2 separate regions of the Gadus morhua genome follow, and region 1 is linked to region 2. Evidence: chromatin contacts called from public Hi-C data. All regions are on one chromosome and are shown on one strand. Each heading gives the region's core, a stretch centred on a gene start, on an enhancer-like site or on the middle of the called end of the contact. The rest is flanking DNA. Distances are from core to core; before and after follow the strand shown. Region 1 holds the start of dolpp1 (dolichyldiphosphatase 1). Region 2 holds the start of rapgef1b (Rap guanine nucleotide exchange factor (GEF) 1b).

What was found. A called contact is a pair of places that touch in the nucleus more often than the background predicts.
Region 1: a Hi-C map of gill shows a contact between it and region 2, with 4 times the contacts expected there. The contact joins the promoter of dolpp1 here to the promoter of rapgef1b in region 2. A contact is called at or near these places in 2 of 6 Hi-C or Micro-C datasets (blood and gill).

Annotation. Positions count from the first base shown.
Region 1 is chr19:2,649,629-2,655,789 of gadMor3.0, forward strand. dolpp1 (dolichyldiphosphatase 1) reads right to left here and starts at 2,766. Exons shown (of 8, transcript XM_030341976.1): 1 at 2,629-2,766; 2 at 1,879-1,979; 3 at 1,642-1,726; 4 at 1,447-1,546; 5 at 801-899; 6 at 100-228. The coding sequence starts at 2,704. miga2 (mitoguardin 2) reads right to left here. Exons shown (of 16, transcript XM_030342009.1): 16 at 4,834-6,161.
Region 2 is chr19:2,481,307-2,487,423 of gadMor3.0, forward strand. It overlaps rapgef1b (Rap guanine nucleotide exchange factor (GEF) 1b), which reads right to left and starts at 2,392. Exons shown (of 27, transcript XM_030341452.1): 1 at 2,083-2,392. The coding sequence starts at 2,110.

The DNA.
Region 1 (6,161 bases), core at 1,516-4,015, 170 kb after region 2:
CGATTTATTCTCATTAGAGACATGTAACAGAAAAAAGGTATGCGTGTGGATGGGAGCGAGTGAAAAAGAAAGGAAAACAGGTTATGGGTCCAATCTTACCAAGCAGCTATTTTAGGGAATATTGGCGTCAGGACCTCTTGTGTGAAGAAGAACCAAGTGATGCCGATGGCACTGCCAGCCACGCCCCCCCAGAATACCTGACTCCAGGTGTGATACAGCAGGTAGACTCTGTAGAGAACACACAGCTTGTACCAAATACTGAACATATGGAGGTGGAGGATGTGCTTTAGAGACAGTTTCTAACCAAATCATATCCACATTATGAAGGAGTATGAAGAAGCCAAATGTTTGGTGGATAGGAAAAACTATTTAAACTGGATAGGAAAACTATTTAAAACAGGATGACTCCAGTTTGTACCACAACATTTAGAAATGATGGTGGTCAGAGGAGTCCGGTGAAATCTTGGCGAGTAACAGAAAGTAAAAGAGGGAAACACCCATAGCAGCCGTCGACCACTGTACAAACCCCTCTCACATACACATGTTAGAGGAACCTACACATTCATTCATTTCAACTATTTTTCTTTTATAGTTGAACACGTGGTTTGTACTTGAGGAAGTGGAAGTATTTAGTCAGATCGCAATCTGATTTCATCTGTTAAAGATGAAGTAGCATTACTTTACAGACATTACCGTTTCTGCCTAAGGAGAATTAATACCATTTAATGCAATTTAAAACGACTTGTAATGACCAAATCATCCCATTTGAAGAAATGTTAAAAGAAAGGGAGAAACCATACCTGCTGTAGGAAACTAATAAGGCCACGCCCAACAAGACGATGGACAGGATGTGCCTCCAGAGAAGGTCGACACACCGAGCATTGTTTGTTTGATGCATTCTGGGGACAAGAAACAACTAAACTTGACACCAACATAACAACTCCTGTTCCACTGAACCAGTTCCGGTGTCGACAGGATAGTAAGCAAACCAGAAGTGCAGTAACAAAGAGCATGAGAGTACAGTATGGAAACAACATAACCTCAAATATAAAGAAATACAAATTGAACATAGAAGGTATGTACATTGAACTATTAGACAATTTAGCAGATGCTATATCAGAAGCTACAGGAATTCAGATACACGTCACTTAGGAGCTGGTATGAGTCATGCATCTTGCACAAGGACGCCTACAGATCAAACATTAAGAATCAAACACTGAACCTTTGGCAGAGAGCCCGTTGAACCCTACCCTCAATCTAACCTGACTCATGTCATGCATTGCTTGACTCAAAATAGTTTAATTAAAGTTTCAAGGTTATCCATTTTGACCAAAGCATTGTTTAAGTCAAATCTTTGGACTTTGTGACACAATGCCATCAGCTTTCCGCGTGAACAGAGCAACCAGCACAGCTCCAATGATAAAATAAACTAATGATGAAACTCACCTTAAATAAAGGAAGAGAAAGAAATACACAACAAAGAACCATATGAGCTGAGAGTGACTAGAAGGCATCCCATAGTCCGTGTTCAGAGTAGTATGCGCCCCTAGAAGTAAAAAATAAAACAGTACACATTTTGTATGAGATGACATCCAGATGGACTGTGGTACTGGGGATGCACCACTCGGCCAAAGTATTTACCTGCACATGGGCGTGGCTCCTTAATAATGTGCTTCAGTAGCCAGTTCACCACTTCATTTAGGATGAGTCCACCGAAAAACGAAATCTATAGAAGGATAATGGAACACAATTACCTTCTTTTCCGACCTTGCCCTCTAGAGAACTGGCCTGATTAGCCCGGGCTCTTCACAACTAGAGTCATCAGGAAAATGACTAATTTTACCGTGAAATCTCTGATGAATTCTAAGTCAAACTTACCGTGTGCAGCTCTCGTTTGAACATTATGAGTGTTACAAAGCCCACCAGAACTGCGATGGGGAACAGACTAATGTAGGCCAGCACATGTCCAGTTAGGTCGTCTGAAAGGGATGGACACAATATTTAGTGAGTGAAGGACCCTTTTGGTAAAAGAAGATCAAGACCAACACGCATTTGCCAAAATGACAGCAATTGAACAGCATATACGTGGACAACGACAAACACAAAATAAATGTAGTCCATATATTCTAATTGCAAGTCAAGCCAGTTAATGCCAAGAACTCTTCAACGAATTCGTAACTTGGTAGTCGTTGCAGAAAACATGGTTTGAGCAAGTTATTACTTTTCTCCAGTTGTGCATCCTCTGTGTTGTCAGTTATTTGTCATCCAGTTTTACACAATACAACTTTAATAAAACAGCAAAGTATGTCAAAGCACAAGCTGGTCGGAATGATTTGCTTTGTCTACCAGTCAACTATTACATCAACCAATTCCAATCCAACTGTCCAAATTAACCTAGCTAACTTGATAGCCATCATTGTGGATGTATGATCAAGTGCGCATGCGGCATTGGCTCACAATTGTGCAGCCTAGGTTATATCCTCTGTTCAACCTATTGCTTTCAACGGCCTCATTATTTGGCAACGTACTGACGACAATGTCCATACGCTAGTAAATTATCCAAGATACTAACAAAATGAACTTACATTAAAATAAATAATGAATAAATTAAAGATTGAGTCAACATACCTTTTGGAAACTCTACATGTGTAAGAGATATTGACCGCCATTGAGGTGGTGCCGAGCACTGCTCTTCCGACGCCATCTTACCCGGACACGACCGGGGATCACTGTGACGCGCGTGAGAACCACGTCGACCAATAGGGAGCCGCCTTCTGTTTTCAAACACCTTACGAAAGCAGTGGTTTTATCCAATCAGAGCAAGGTACTGAAAATGATCATTTTGCCCGTAGTCAAGAATTACTGAATGAACAAATAGTGGAATGAACCCCTATCGTTGGTTCCAGTTGTTTCTCGAATTGTATGCCTATGTTTTATTTGAGGATGATTGTATGACTTGAAGTTAACAAGAAAAGAATAAAAATATCGATATAATGAACGCAATTCATTACACTATTGAAAATGTAACACTGTTTTATGCCATAATAGTAATTTATGAAATTAACGATACCCTTTGTTTTAATTACACATTTAATATTGATTTATTTATTAAACAGAATCAGCCATTTTGCTCCACTACCAGATAGGCCATCCTAAGCAACAGTTTTTTTTTCTTTATGAATTACTACGAACTAATCAGAGTATAACATCTATGTTAGTTTATGATTATGTTCAAAGTATGCAAATTATTAGTTACATATTTAACTAAAAAAGTATAATATATTTTCAAAATTGCCTCTACTTTTTAGAAGTGGTTTGCATGTCACACGTAGAAAACATATATTAACATACCAAACAGATTGAATGATGTTTGATGGAGTGAAGATAAAACCATGAGAGAGAGACAGAAAAGAGTAACATGACAAAATCATAAGGCAGCCTCACCTAAAATCATAAGAGGGAGACTCACCTAACCTTAGACCTATTCAATTCAAGCCAGGGTCAACTCTTAGCAGAGCAGAGAGAAATAGATGTAAGTAAACAACAGCTGATTCCAAAATGTACAGCTGCGTCTTAACTTTGTCAGCTGCTCACCTTGTACACTGCCGGTGTAGAGATGTACATTTTAATACATTCAGTACATTCAGGGTTTAAATGTGGTCGATAGGGTTTACATGCTTAAATGTGGTCGATAGGGTTTACATGTTTTAATGTGGTCGATAGTGTTTAAATGTGGTCGATAGTGTTTGAATGTGGTCGATAGTGTTTAAATGTGGTCGATAGTGTTTAAATGTGGTCGATAGTGTTTGAATGTGGTCGATAGTGTTTAATTATGGTCGATAGTGTTTAAATGTGGTCGATAGTGTTTGAATGTGCTCGATAGTGTTTAAATGTGGTCGATAGTGTTTGAATATGGTCGATAGTGTTTAAATGTGGTCGATAGGGTTTACATGTGGTCCATAGTAGTGTTAAATGTTCTTTTCCCTCTCTCTCCACCTCATCCCTCACTCTCCACCTCAAGCTGGTGTGTGGTGAGCGTTCTGGCGCCGATTGGCTGCCGTGCATCACCCAAATGGGTGCTACATACTGGTGGTGGTTAGTGAGGTCCCCCCCCCCCCCCCCCCCCCCCCTTCACTGTAGGCGTCTTTGAGTGTCTAGAAAAGCGCTAAATAAATTTAATGATTATTATTATTATTATTTATTTGAAGAAATAATAGAATGGTATTAGCCGACATTCAAATAAATACATAATTAGGGACAAAATAAGACATTTCAAATCGATGATGTAAAAACATTGACATTGCTCATTTGATAGATTATGATACAAATGAATTGGAACAATAATGACAATAATCACTGGAACACAAAAACAATAATGCTAAACATACAGAATACAAATTGTACCATGTTTGGGTGCATTATTTCAAAATAGAAAGTCACAATCCTAAAGAGAGTTGTAGGGAACGTTCCAACACAACTATTCTGTTTTGAATAATATCTTTATATTACGGGGCAAATTAGTACAAGATATGACAAAAAGATTATTTTCTATTTTTACACACATGGATTATTATCTAAAGATGAAAATCCAAATGATGCAAGGGACACATGCAAAGCTGAATTAAATTTTCTTGAAACATCTGCTCTGGGCTTTTTGATTACGCAATCACTTAAGCAGTTTCTCACAAACATAATCCATTTTGTATATCATGTAAAATACCATTTTATGTATGATACGTACCCATATTGAACTTTTCAAAGATCATTAAAATACTTACAGTATTATAAATACAATAACAATAATGCGGGAATACAAGGAAAACAATACAAAAGTGAAAAGTAAAAATCATGAAACTGTTTATGGGATTTATGAGTCAAGATTATTTCTTGAGTTTTTCAGGAATTGTCTTTCAGCAAATACATAATTATAAAGTTCTCATAGTTACCGTTCAGTTTCAAGCGTGGATACCTTGCAATCACAAATGACTTGTTATCAACAATTGGGCGGTGACACCATAAGCTTACTCTAAGAAACGAAGAATGGTTTTCAAGAGATCTCCTCATGGTTACAAGTGCAGTATCATTTAAATGAACCTATTAAGAAGATGTAGTTGAAAAGTTGGGAAGTTGACCAGATATTTTCGAAATACAACAATGTATTCTTCAGTTAGGGAATCCTTTCCTTCAGTATCATAACATTTCTGGTACCAATCAGTCTTTTTAGTTCACACTATTATGCCCTGTTCTGTGCATCTGACGAGCTGACGTGATAGTTCTACCAAGATAAATGGCCGTTTGTAATCTGCCACCTTTCTCCTAAACGGTTCAAGGTAGTAAACAAGTATTTTTTCGTTGGAAGTAGCAATACATTGTGTGGGAAAATAGTAATTCTAAGTATTCTTTAAATTTTCTAAACCAATAGAATCACACTACGACATACATATGTACAAGCACTTCTGAGATATGATGTACCCACTCACTTAAAAAGTAACTAGAATACTTAACTATTGTCATTATCATAACTTACAAATGAGTTATAGAACTGACCAATTCCATCTCCCCAAGAGAATGACCATTCTCTATAAGAAAAGGTTAAGCCGGGACTTGGGGAATGCTACTGCCAAAGCACATATTGGAACAGAGAACATTGGAAAGTCTGAGAAAAGTACTAGTTGAACACCTGATCCACTGACAGTAACAATAAAATGTTTCTTTACCCCGCAATCTCAGTGCAGGCCGTTTTACCAACAGTTAAGAGGCCACAGAAAAAGCAGGCAGGACATATGGGTGGAATAAAATCAGTTAGTGAGTGATTCTTTTATGGAAAAAAAATATGCATCACAACATTTCAATCATATATTTCCCTTAACAACTTGGTTTATGTTTTTCCATTGCTGCAATATATTATAACAGTTAATCAGTTGAAATATCAATGATTGAAGTTTGATTGACTTGGAAATTATCAAAAACATTTTTACCAAGGACGAAGCCTTTATTACAAATATAGAACTTCTCCACGGACAAATGTGTCCCTTAAACACAAGGGGAAATGGAATAAATAGTAAATAACATTCAGGTCGCTGATCAAACTAGAGGTGTGACGGACAAGCCACCAGTTGTGACACAGGGGGGGGTATGCAGCATACACTTGATGCAATGTA
Region 2 (6,117 bases), core at 1,142-3,641:
AGTGCTGGGATGTGAGATTGGCTTCCTGCTGTTGTTGTTAGCATTCGAGTAAGACCACCACAGGCACAAAATTGCAACCATCACAGTGATGGAGTACTCTCTCTCTGTGTGTGTGTGTGTGTGTGTGTGTGTGTGTGTGTGTGTGTGTGTGTGTGTGTGTGTGTGTGTGTGTGTGTGTGTGTGAGACCATCTAATAGTCAGATAAAAATGGCATCCTGGAGAATAGCATCCATTGCAGAGATACTGTGAGCCAGTTTACTCCTTATAAAGACAATGAATGAGGTGGTGAGGCAGGCCAGGAGGTAGGCTTATGAGGCAGCATGCTTACAGCCAGGTATTTTAAATGACTACCCATTATGACAAATATGCAGTAACTTTGGCCAAGGCAGATAGTACGGTCATTAGCAAGAAGATCCTCACTAGTTGAAGTCTATATCAATAAACAAAGTTGATATTATAGAATAAAAATGTCTTTCCACGTTTCAGTTGCCACTTCATATTGGTCTTGAGAGTTTAAACAATTGAGCTGTGTGTGAGTTACCCCAAGACTGTCCGATTTTAATTCAACTAGAACCCAAAATGAATGGGAGCCTTTCAACCGTGATTACTTATCTGAAGAATATGCATTCATGCAACTCATCAGTTATGGAGAGGATCAAGGGATGCATCCAACTATACAGACTAGTCGTATGTTTTCCAGCCTTAACACACTTGTCAACTCACAAGACCATATAGGAAAATATTTATTCAGGCAAATATAGGGGTCTTCAATGTCTTTACAACTTGATAATTGCGGATAAGAATATTGGTTAACAATACTGATTTTGGACTATCATCTGTCAGCACAGACGCACACATCGGAAACTTCTGTCTACCTAGAGAATAATGACTTGGATGGCGTGGATGACACTCCTCCCGCGTGCTAGGGCATCTGTGTGTGTGTGTGTGTGTGTGTGTGTGTGTGTGTGTGTGTGTGTGTGTGTGTGTGTGTGTGTGTGTGTGTGTGTGTGTGTGTGTGTGTGTGTGTGTGTGTGTGTGTGTGTGTGTGTGTGTCCGACCCAGGACTGTGAAGCGAAGCGGAGAGACAGCTGGTGGGGTGGGAAGTATAGCTGGCCAGGATAAAGTTTCCCTCTGAACGTAAACCCAGGCAACCCTCTTGTTTCCACCCCTCATTTAATGAATTCTGCCTTAGCCACTTAACCATCATTCCCTGGTTTCAGGGTGAACGACAAATCACGTCCATCCAAAAATACTCAACGAATGACAAACACTTCGCAATGATGCCACGTGCACAAATCTGAAATCAATACACGCACGCATCAACTCCTTGGGCGTGAACGCGTCAGAACTCTGGTGGAGTGGCAGCCGAGCTAGCTAGCAGCACCATTAGCTGGTCCAGTGCTAACCGTTAGCTGGTCCAGTGCTAACCGTTAGCTGGTCCAGTGCTAACCGTTGGCTCGTCCAGTGCTAACCGTGAGCTGGTCCAGTGCTAACCGTTAGCTGGTGCTAGCCGCCGTTACTAGGTGACCCTCTGTGTTAACGGTATGCTTCCTTTCAGGCGTTGGGAGCCTTTAGTAAACGAGTGTTTACGTGGTGATCCGGACCGCATCAGTTCACCACCATTAGCACCAGTCTACCACCATTAGGAAATGGGAATAGAGCAGGACTTACTTATTCTTCAGACTATCATCCAGAAACATTGTAAGAGGGCAATTTAATTTATTTAAAGCAAGCTAAAAGCAGATGAATGCTGGGGAAGTGGGTAAAATGTTTATATCACAATTCACTGCTCAGCTTGTGTTTAAAACATTAGACCTTCATTAGTTTGAATCAGGGTTAGATAACCAGCCAGTGTTGAGCTGGTTACAGTCAGAGATCAACGTCAACAGCCCAGAGACCATTTGTTGGGTAGAGATCACACATACAGATCAGAACAGTAGCCCTGAGGTACGGACACGTAGTCTGGTTGTGATCTAACTGAAGCTCCATCTCCCGTCCCCCCGGTGGTAACGGTCTGACCCGGGACCGGGCGGAGGACCCGTCCCACCGGGGATAACGGGCGGGCGGCGGACCAGGACCTACCTTGCTTGCTCTCTATTTTCCCCGACATCTTCGCAGCCAGCAGCTGTGATTCCACTCGCAGTTCAGCGGTCGGCTGCCCAGCTCCAGATCCTCCGTGTTATCCTCGTGACTAGTCCCTCATCCTAGACGGTATCGGTCCATGAGAAAAGGGTACCGGAACGGAGGGAGTCGGTTTGCGGGGCGACACTCATTGATCCTGGGAAAATGTGACCAAGTCCGTCTCGGGGTGATTTTCTCTGAATACTCTCACTACTAGAACCGAGACTTGAACCCGGTCGGCCAGGGTAGCACGGCCCGGTACAACAGCGCCTCCTGGCGGGAGGAATGGGCTACTTCGTGTTGTCGCCATAATGGGATGGAGGGGTAGGGTTTCAATACCAGTCCAGATGCGCATGCGCTGTGTGCGTCAGAGACGGCAAGACCACAATAATAATAATTATGTCAGACATGAGTGTATCAATATTGTATTATTTAAACGCCTCGTACGGAGCCCCCTAAGGGTCTTGGTGGGGGTTTTGCCTTTGAAATAGGTTTTAAACCATTGGCGAAACGTTGACAAAAAGGATGCCTTGTAACTACCGTAGGTTAACAAAGAGCTACAACATAATCCTAACCAAAACAAGCCATCTACCGAGGTGGAGAAATAACATTGTTACGTACAGCCGGCTTTGAGACGAATGTTCAGGGACCGTCTAAGGTGCAGCACCCGAACGAGATACTCCCAAATATCACTGTTATACAGTTTAGTACCACACTACCTCCACCCCAGCCCCGTACTTCTACCCAGGCCACAGACCGTACAGCCACCCCAAGCCCTGTACTTCCACTAGGCCACACTACATCCACCCCAGCCTTGTACCTCTACCAAGGCCACAGACCGTACTTTCACCCAGGCCACTCTACCTCCACCCCAGCCACGTACTTCCACCCAGGTCACAAAACCTGCAACCTAGCCCCGTACTTCCACCCAGGGCGGAATTCCAGGTGAGCTTATTGTCAACCAATGCAATACCAATCTACAAGACCAACATAACACTAAACCAACCACTCAGTTTAGTTACTAATTAACTTTGTCAATTGTATCACTTCTTTACGTTTATTTCCTCCCCTCTTGTCTATTTCTATACTTAAAGCCTACTATTACATAGCAAACCACCCCACACTATACTACACTGTAAACTGTATAGCATTCCACACCCAAATTAACTGTATCACAATAATGTAGCATCTTTCCCTTGTCACATTGCACCTCGCTGGCCCCATTGGGTTCCTCCATTGACCAGGAAAAAAGGTGGAGGAAGTTGAATCCTTCAGCCCAGCTTTCCTATTTCATATCTGCCAAAGAAGGTAAAATGCTTCAGGTGGTCAATCGGACTAAAGAACAGCTCCCAGGACATTCCTCTGGCATATCAAGGAGAGGGAGGCGTGCCCTGACTGCTTATTATGAATAATTGATCAAACTGGCAGAATGATCTGCATTCCTTGAGTGATCTGGGTCACCTAACGCCCATGATGCCCTGCAAAACATTTGAAAGTTAAGGAGAACGTCTCTTCTTTTATTCTGAGTGTTTTTGTACATCTTTATGCTGAGTTTTATTTTCTCAACATTATCTACCTCTAATCTTATCAGAGCTAAGGGTTAATATTTACTTTAGCTATGACTGCCCACTATGCCCACATAAACGGTAAAAGATAAAAGGGTGTGCGTGTGTGTGTGTGAGTGTGTGTGTGAGTGTGTGTGTTTGTGTGTGTGTGTGTGTGTGTGTGTGTGTTTTTGTTTGTGTGCGTGTGCATACGTGCGTGCGTGTGTGTGCACGTGCATTCGTGCTTTGTTAGGATAAGTGTGTGCGTGTGTGTGTGTGTCTCTGTGTCCGTGTGTGCAAGCATCCATGCAGTGTTAGGATTAGTGTGTATGTATGTGTGTGAGTGTGTGTGGGGCGGGGGGGGGGGGGGGGGGGGGGGGGGGGGGGGGTGGGGTAGGGTTGGTTTGTGTGCGTGTGTTTATTAATGATATTTTCTATATACTTCCTCTTCAGTAGCACTCGATCTCTACAGTCAAAAAAAGCAAAAAATGCTGTTGACAGTTGACGCCAACTTATATACTTGCACTAATAACAAATCACTGAAGCAAATACACAGGTATTTAGGATGACCTTGTTTTCACAAGAAAGACTGGAAATCGAGGCTGCGGGAGGCTACAATACATGAATATGCATTCTGCTTTCAGTGCATTTCCTCTATCTGCCAAAGGGGGGTGCTCACGGTCTGTTGATGTTTTTGTCTGTCGGCGCATGTCTCCCTCTAATATCTGGAAATGATCAACTCAAATGTATAATGGATGCCTCTCAAAACAAGGTGCAAAAATTTATCCTTTTTGATAAAAAGTTAAATATACATCAAGAAGCCATAAAACTAGGACATCGAATAAACAAAGTAGGTCTACGATTTGTGGGCTAACAAAAACAAATAGCAGAATATGTTGTTATGATTCTTTAGTCACAGTACATTCATATCAAATATAAAACCACGAAAGTAAGGCGCAAAAAAAAACCACCACATAAAAATAGAAGATTTCTTAAAAATCAAAGATCATCAGATGTCTTACTTTAGTCCTGGTCCTGACATATCAATGCACCACAAGGCAATATCCGGGACAAATGTGAATAAGGAATCTAAATCTAAAGCTGGGGCTTATGAAGTATTAGGATAACAAAATAAATAAAGTAGTTCACAAGTTGTGGTAGACTTTAGTGGTCGATCCTCCGGCGCACGAAAGAAAGAGGTGAGAACTATTACGGCGGTTAGCTGAGCGGCAGTTAGCTGAGCGGCGTTTAGCTGAGCGGCGGTCAGCTGCGCGGCGGTCAGCAGAGCGGCGGTCAGCTGAACGGCGGTGAGCTGAGCGGAGGGCCGTGTGAGAGGAGGAGAGGGCATGTGACGCAAGCTCAAACCCATTTTAAGGCTGCACTTTACCCTTGGCCAGCGGTCAGGCCCTTCGTCGGCCTCACATCTGAGAGACGTTGAGACAGTGAGCTGATCGCTAAGGCTTAAACAATTGAATAAATTAAGTGCACAAAAAAAACAGGAACAACAGCCTTTCTGTCTTTCCTTGGCTTCACTTGACAGACCATTGACAGATTTCTCCAAGCATGTTTTTTCCCCTTCTCATGGTAGAATTAAGATTTACGGCCAGGGGTAGCAATGGGGGGAGGGGGGGGGGATTGCTTTTCTTCTTCTTTCGATCGAGCAAGTTGAAAGATAAAAATTTGGAAAGAATTGGAGAAAGAGGACGAGATGTCGAGGTCTTGACCTACTCGATAGCGCACGACAGAAGAGCACTCCGTCACTGCCAGAACACACACTCTCACGGACAGAGGACAAGGTCAGAGGGTGTAGAGGGGGGAGGCATGCGTGGAGGGCATGCTGGAATCCATGGGAGACTCCTCCTACTGTTCACCTAATTTAATGATACGAATTAATACAAATTATTAATGTTAGTAACACACACACACACACACACACACACACACACACACACACACACACACACACACACACACACACACACACACACACACACACATAGACACACAGTACTGCATAAACCTTAACTTTGTAGCATCCACACAATGTCAAAGACGCACAAAGGTGAAAGGATCTTACAAGGCACACATATAACTGTCTGCGCACATCCGTGGATACATACGCACTCACTTTACCGGGGAGGAATTATTTATGTGCTGAGGCAGGCATTGTTGCGCTGCTCTTTGGAGCACTACAGGGCGGCAGGCCTTTTGGCAAAACACATCCTCCTGCCTTTTCAAGATCATTTTATCCTTTCACTATGACAGTAAAGGTCTGAGTCCCTCTCTTTCTTCGACACTACCTTACTTCACATCCCGCCCCCCCTCCCCCGCCTGCATACAAATACATGTTGACGCACACACACAAACAGGAAGTGCCGATGGTCTGCTTACCCTATGTTTTTCTCTATACCAGGGACCCCCCCCCCTCCCCCAAAACACACACACACACACA